Linked DNA regions of Mus musculus: region 2 is linked to region 1. The links are chromatin contacts, called in public ChIA-PET maps. All regions are on one chromosome and are shown on one strand. Each heading gives the region's core, a stretch centred on a gene start, on an enhancer-like site or on the middle of the called end of the contact. The rest is flanking DNA. Distances are from core to core; before and after follow the strand shown.

Region 1 (3,073 bases), core at 340-2,839:
CATTCCAAAGGTAAGAACATTGAGCACAGATCGGCTCCTTTGAGAAACACTGGCCCCCAAACAACTTTAAATGTTGAAATGTCCCCCCAGAAGAAAAAAAAAATATGTACTTTAAAGGTTTGAGGCACCAAGTTTAGTTGTGGACAGAACTCTTTCTAAAGGTTTCAAAAGAAAGTCAAGGCAAAATGTGCTGGTCATCATGTCATCAAACTTCCATGACTTATCCAGAAAGGAAGGGACATGGAGAGCTGGCCAGAGAAGAGACGAGCTGGCCCTTCTTCCGCCTGTGTGGCCCGGCTTACCCTGCCGCCCCACGTTTGCTTTGGTGAGAGGGACAATACACAAGTGAAAAACACTGAAAATCTGGCTTCACTCGGGTAAACAGAGGCAACATTAGTGCAAAATGATAGTTCCCATAAAATAGAAGACGGTGTGCCACACTTAAACATGTTGGCCTTTGATTGCTAGACTGTTTAAACTTGGAACACTAACTGAAAATATAGTGCTTTTATTTGAAAATGTCAATAGTTTGTATTTTGAAGGCTGATTTCAGAAACCCCAGTGCAATGGACAAATCATAGTGATCCTGTGAATGATTATAAAAAGATGGAAAACAAGAAAACGCTCTCAACCAAAAACAAAACAAAACAAAACAAAAACAAAAACAACAACAACCAGCCGGGCGTGGTGGCACATGCCTTTAATCCCAGCACTCGGGAGGCAGAGGCAGGCGGATTTCTGAGTTCAAGGCCAGCCTGGTCTACAGAGTGAGTTCCAGGACAGCCAGGGCTACACAGAGAAACCCTGTCTCGAAAAACCAAAAAAGAAAAAAAGAAAAGAAAAAAGAAAAGAAAACGCTCTCTCTGCTTCGGTTAGAAATAGCCCACTGATAGGGCTAGAGAGATGGCTTAGCAGTCAAGGACGACTTCTGCTCTTGCTGAAGACCTGGGTTCATTCTCAGTGCCAACATCAGGTGGCTCACAGCCAACTGTAAATCTAGATCCAGGGGATCCTGCACCCTCCGATCTCCATGGACACCTGCTGTACATGGTACACATAAACTCACACCAGGGTACACATAAAAAAAATCCTTCACTATTTGATCCCATGAAACTTACCCTGTAGAAATGGGTGCAGCTGTTAAACAATAGACTTCACCATTGTTAAACTATAACTATAGAATCTAAATATTAGTAACACAGGTACGTTAAATTATAGCTATAATCTTGGCAGTCAGGAACCCAGGAGACTGAGACAAAGGGATCCTTGCACGTTCTAGGAACACCCCCTGCCTCAGTTCATTCCATGGCTGGGCAGAAGCAGCCCAGGGTTATCCTATGCTAACATTCAATGCTAGAAAAATTGTTCTAATAATGAAGGAAGGATGTGTCATTAAGAATTGTAAGATTAAACCTAACATGTTCATGAGCTAGCTACACAGTGAGAGAGTGATGAGAACCACTTTGGTTGTCTCTGTCCACAGGACATCCACTAACATTTCTTCTGGAGCTAGCCTACAGGTGGTAGTTGTGTTTACAAGGGAGGGGAGTCCAGGTGTCTTGGCCCTGTGTCTGCCCTACGCTGTGACAGCTGAGTGGAGGATGTGGTTTTGTCGGGCCCACTGTAGAGGCGTATTATTGTGTGCAAGGTGTAATTGGGTATTGCTTCCTGCCTTCAAAGCCCAATCTTTACAGTTTCTCACCAGGCAACAGATCGGGGAATTGAGCAAGGACAGTAAAGAATGAACACAGCAGACTGTGTGTGACAGTAGACCAGAGCATATGGCAACACATATGCTTGGAACACACCAGAAAACGCAACATGCCCTGAGTCATAATCTCCTTGCTTCTGTCCGGTTGTACCTGATGGATGTTAACCTGCTTGGCGGTTCTCTTTATCAAAGGATGCGGTTTCCATGGGACCGTGGGAAGAGCAATCTCTCTGCTCTCACACTGGCTGAAAGGGAGCAGTGTTAGGATGAGAGAGGAGTCAGTCAGTACCTAGAAGGGTCCCTGTACCCGTTGTTCCCGTCCCCTGCTCAGTCTTGCAGATTGTATATGTGTGTAGCTGGGAGGGTGGGGGTGGCTGGGGGGTGGGGTGAACTGACCTGCAGACATACCCTATCTTTTGCCTTTCTTTAGATCCTGCCGGGAAGGCTGTTTGGGGGGCCAGGGAATGGAGCCCAGCACGCAGTATGCTGTTATGCTAAGTCTTCGAGCCTTGCCTAGACTGGGGTAGAGTTGGAGTCAGGGCAATGGAAAGGTCTAGTTGCCAACTGCGCCCTCCTCCAAAGCGCTCCTGCTGACTCTCCCTGCTCAGTCACCCCTTTGTTGACTTCCTATATTTTCACTCAGATGTGGTTTAGTGTTTTCTTTCCAAGGCATATTTTGCATGGAAGAATGCTTTCAGTGAGCTGAGGCCCTAATTGCCAAATAATGGTTGCCAAAACATGTTATTTTGGCTCGAGATGGTACAGAGCAGGAGGCGGTTTCCCCTCCTGAAAAAGAAAGAAAGAAAGAAAGAAAGAAAGAAAGAAAGAAAGAAAGAAAGAAAGAAAGAAAGAAATCCTTCCTCAGCAGCCCAAAAGGCCATTTGCAAACTCGCGACATCCAGGCCTCTGCCATGCCACGGAGCTTCCTTGAGTGAGGGTGACCACCGTCTCCAGCCATTCCCAGCCTCCCCGAGTCTCTTCCGGTGTCTGAGGAGGGGCTGTCTCCCAGCCTGGCCTTTGGCTGTGGGCACTGGGCTGAAGGAAGCCGCCAGGACTTGTCTCCTCCCCAGCCCCGCCAAAGGCTGCCTGCTCCGCCACCCGGCGAGTGTTCCCACCCGGCGTGCTCTCCGAGCAAGCGAGCAAGCGAGCAAGCGAGCGAGCGAGCGGCTGCCAGCTAACTGCAAACACCAGCCGCCCAGCAAGCACGGGGATTCCAAATAGAGACAAATCTGGGGCCCCAGGGGGAAGCTGGATGGAACTGATCAGTATGAGAGATATATCACTGCTAATTAAGTCCGGATCCCCTGGCTCCACTTGAAACAAACCAGGGAGGGATCAGGTTTTGAGAGCAGGTGCTGACTG
Region 2 (3,073 bases), core at 303-2,802, 110 kb before region 1:
CTAAGCTTCCCAGTCCATGTTGGCATTGAACCTAGCAGAGAAGTCAAGTTTGACTCTCCAAGGTTTGCTTCTCAAGTCTGCTACAATGGTTTTGAAGTCTAGTTAAACTACAGTCCTCTGTAACTTTGAGTGCAAAGTGAAGGTTGCTACCTTACCACTGTGCAATGAACCCCACCACTAAACCCACCTGTAAGCAGCTTAGGGGGAGGGAGACAGGCAAGCTCACCTCACTTGCCACTGAGTACTGCCTGGGTGGGGACCCTTCCCCACCTTTGAACACCAGGCTTTGAACTGTTGCCCAAGACATTAACACCTTTTCTTCAAGAAGACTCCTTAATTTGACTGTTCCCCTCAGGGAAGTCTACTTGCCAAAATTCCAACAGTAATTCTGGGCTGAGATCTTGGGGGTAAATTAGTATTGGATTTCTGGGCAATTTGCCCTAAATGCTAATGTAGAAAATGCACCTGGATTAGGACATTTTTCTTCTGATTCACGGATTCTTGGCCTAATTAAATGTTACAAACAAGAAGAAAACTGCTGACTTTTCTCTTTCCAAAAATAAGTCCGTAAAATAGGTGCTGCCTGGATCACAACTTCAGAGTGGGGGCTTGGTAACATTCACCTATGTCTCTCATGTCCCTCATGGCTCTGGGCCTAGCGCTTTGAAGATGTAGACATGTCACAAACATGACCATGGAGAGAATGTGCGATGGAGCTGACGGTTCATCTTGGGCTCAAACTCTCGTCCTACCTCTTACTCACTCATGGTGGATTCTTAAGTGAATGTTGGATCCCCTGGGAAGAATTCTCACTTCTAAAAGTGGTAGTGTAACTTTTCAGGGTTTTGGTAAGCTCTGAAGAAAATAGTATATATATATATATAAATGTTCCTAGCACATCTTCCTGTGTTGATTGCATGCATTGTGACTCAGTTAGGGTTTCTATGGCTGTGAAGAGACTCCACCACCACAGCAATGCTGATAAAGGAAAACCTTCAATTGGGGCTGTTTGACAGTTCGGAGGTGTAGTCCATTATGGTCATGGCAGGAAGCTTGGTGACACACACACAGACCTGGTGCTGGAGAGTTAGCTGACAGTTCTACATCCGAATAGCAGGCAGCAGGAAGGATCGGGTCATTGGGTCTGGCTCAGGCAAGCATCTGAAACCTCAAAGCTCACCCACAGTGACACACTTCCTCCAATAAGGCCACACCTACTCCCACAAGGACATTTACTGCTTTGTTACTTTTAAAAAACAAAAAACAAAACCAACCAACCAATCAACCAAACAACCAAATCCAAGCAAACAAAACCCACTAGCTGGATTTGTCCTGAGCTGAATCTGACATGTCCCCTGTGTTAAAAGCTTTGTAGAAGTGATTGGGTCATGAGGGCTCTGGCCTCCCATGGGCTAACATCAGTGGGAGTTGTCACTTGATGGCATTGGGGGAGGGTGGACAGTTAGGAGATGGGACATAGTTGGAAGGAGTGAGTTGATGGTAAGTTACCTTTGAAGAGGGTGTTGTGCCCTGCCACATGCCACATGCCCTCAACAGTGTCTCTGTCATATCCGTCTAGCTCTCCACAGCGCAGAAACAACAGATGCAAGAGGCCTCAGGCTGAGCCCCTAGCCACTGATCCCAAGTCTTTCCTGCTTTAAGTTGTGCCTTTTGGGAATTTTGTCACAGTGAGGAAAAATGATGAACATATTACATGCTTGGTAGAAGTCAGTCACTATTCATCTAGTATAATACATCATCTTAAAACATTTTCTGAGACAATTAAATCATTGTTATAGAAATTAATGTTTCTTTTAGAGCAGTGGTGAGGGGGGTCACATATCAGACATACTGCATATTTACGAATATTTTCATTATGGTTTATAACAGTAGCAAATTTTCAGTTATGAAGTAGCAACAGAAATTATTTTATGGTCTCATGGTCACCATGGCACGAGGAACTATATATATTAAAGGGTCACAGCATTAGGAAGGTTGGAAACACTGATCTAGAGCAAATATTTTTACTTCAGGTTATTGTAAAAGTTCATAATCTAAGACTCGGGTTAGAAAAATGAGGTTACTTCTTACTGAAAAAGATTATCAGATTAAAATCTGCCTTCCTTTTTTTCCTCCACAGCAAAGGTCATTAAGAAACGATAGATTTTAAGGAAAAAAGAATGGCGGCTCTGAATCCCCTTTACAACCAGATTAATATGCCGGGGTGGACACAGAGACCAGGCTGCCTATAGATTTCTTCCTTTTAAAACATTACTGAAGGAAGTACTGGAGCCAAATGAAAAATAAATCAGAATAAAAGATTCAAGAAGGAAACCAAAAAATACAGAACATAATGGTGACTATCACGCTTACCCTATCTGACGAACAGTTCTAAAGCCCAATGCAGATATTTAGAGCAGGAGCCACATGACAACACACAACAGTTTATACACCACAGATGTATTTAGGTCAGTGAGTCCAGAGAGGAAGGAGAGAAGTTAAAGCTTGGCTGAGGATATCATCTAGATGGCTGTGTGAAAGTATTATCCAGATTCTGAGTCGTTTTGGATGGAAATATAAAATCCAGTTATATTTGTTAAAGTAAAAACTGACAAAAACTGATAACGGGCTGGGGGTGGTGGTGGAATGAGTCGTTGGGTAAAGGCACTGCCATGTCTGATGGCTTGAGTTTAACTCTTGGGACCTAAATGGCAGGAAAGAATTGATATCTGCAAATCGTCCTCCGATATTCAAAAGCACACACGTGCACATGTGTGAACACACACGCATATGTGCGCACACACACACACACACACACAAATGTTAAAATAAATGTAAAATACAGACACAAGCTAAAAGCTAAGAAAGCAATGTGCAAATTGAAAAGACAAGGCAGGAGGCCTAAGGACAACCAAGCCAGTAGTAGCAAGAACATCACTGGCCAGAAGAGAGACCAATTGTTGACTTTTCCTTCAAACAACCCATCAGTACATCAGTGACAGGCTGTGACACGGACATGTGAGCCGAAATAAACTCTTTCCTTCCCTAGCCAATTTTGGCCAGTATTTCACCA

Evidence for each region. ChIA-PET counts read pairs in DNA pulled down with a chosen protein or histone mark.
Region 2: a contact with region 1 is called in an RNA polymerase II ChIA-PET map of memory CD8 T cells, with 530 read pairs. The contact joins two enhancer-like sites. A contact is called at or near these places in 7 of 484 Hi-C or Micro-C datasets (double positive thymocytes, embryonic stem cells, muscle stem cells and 2 more) and 6 of 115 datasets of contacts at active chromatin or transcription factors (double positive thymocytes, effector CD8 T cells, large pre-B cells and 3 more).

What each region holds. Positions count from the first base shown.
Region 1 is chr3:130,946,012-130,949,084 of GRCm38.p6, reverse strand. No RefSeq gene overlaps it. Among named protein-coding and RNA genes, the nearest start is that of Gm36520, 96 kb to the right of the region's middle. Within about 2 kb of position 1,589, at least 170 of the 459 cell types and tissues checked have an H3K27ac peak or open chromatin away from gene starts, as enhancers often do. A contact at or near this core is called in double positive thymocytes, effector CD8 T cells, memory CD8 T cells and 1 more, where this site is marked.
Region 2 is chr3:131,055,525-131,058,597 of GRCm38.p6, reverse strand. No RefSeq gene overlaps it. Among named protein-coding and RNA genes, the nearest start is that of Gm36603, 51 kb to the left of the region's middle. Within about 2 kb of position 1,552, at least 55 of the 459 cell types and tissues checked have an H3K27ac peak or open chromatin away from gene starts, as enhancers often do. A contact at or near this core is called in double positive thymocytes, effector CD8 T cells, memory CD8 T cells and 1 more, where this site is marked.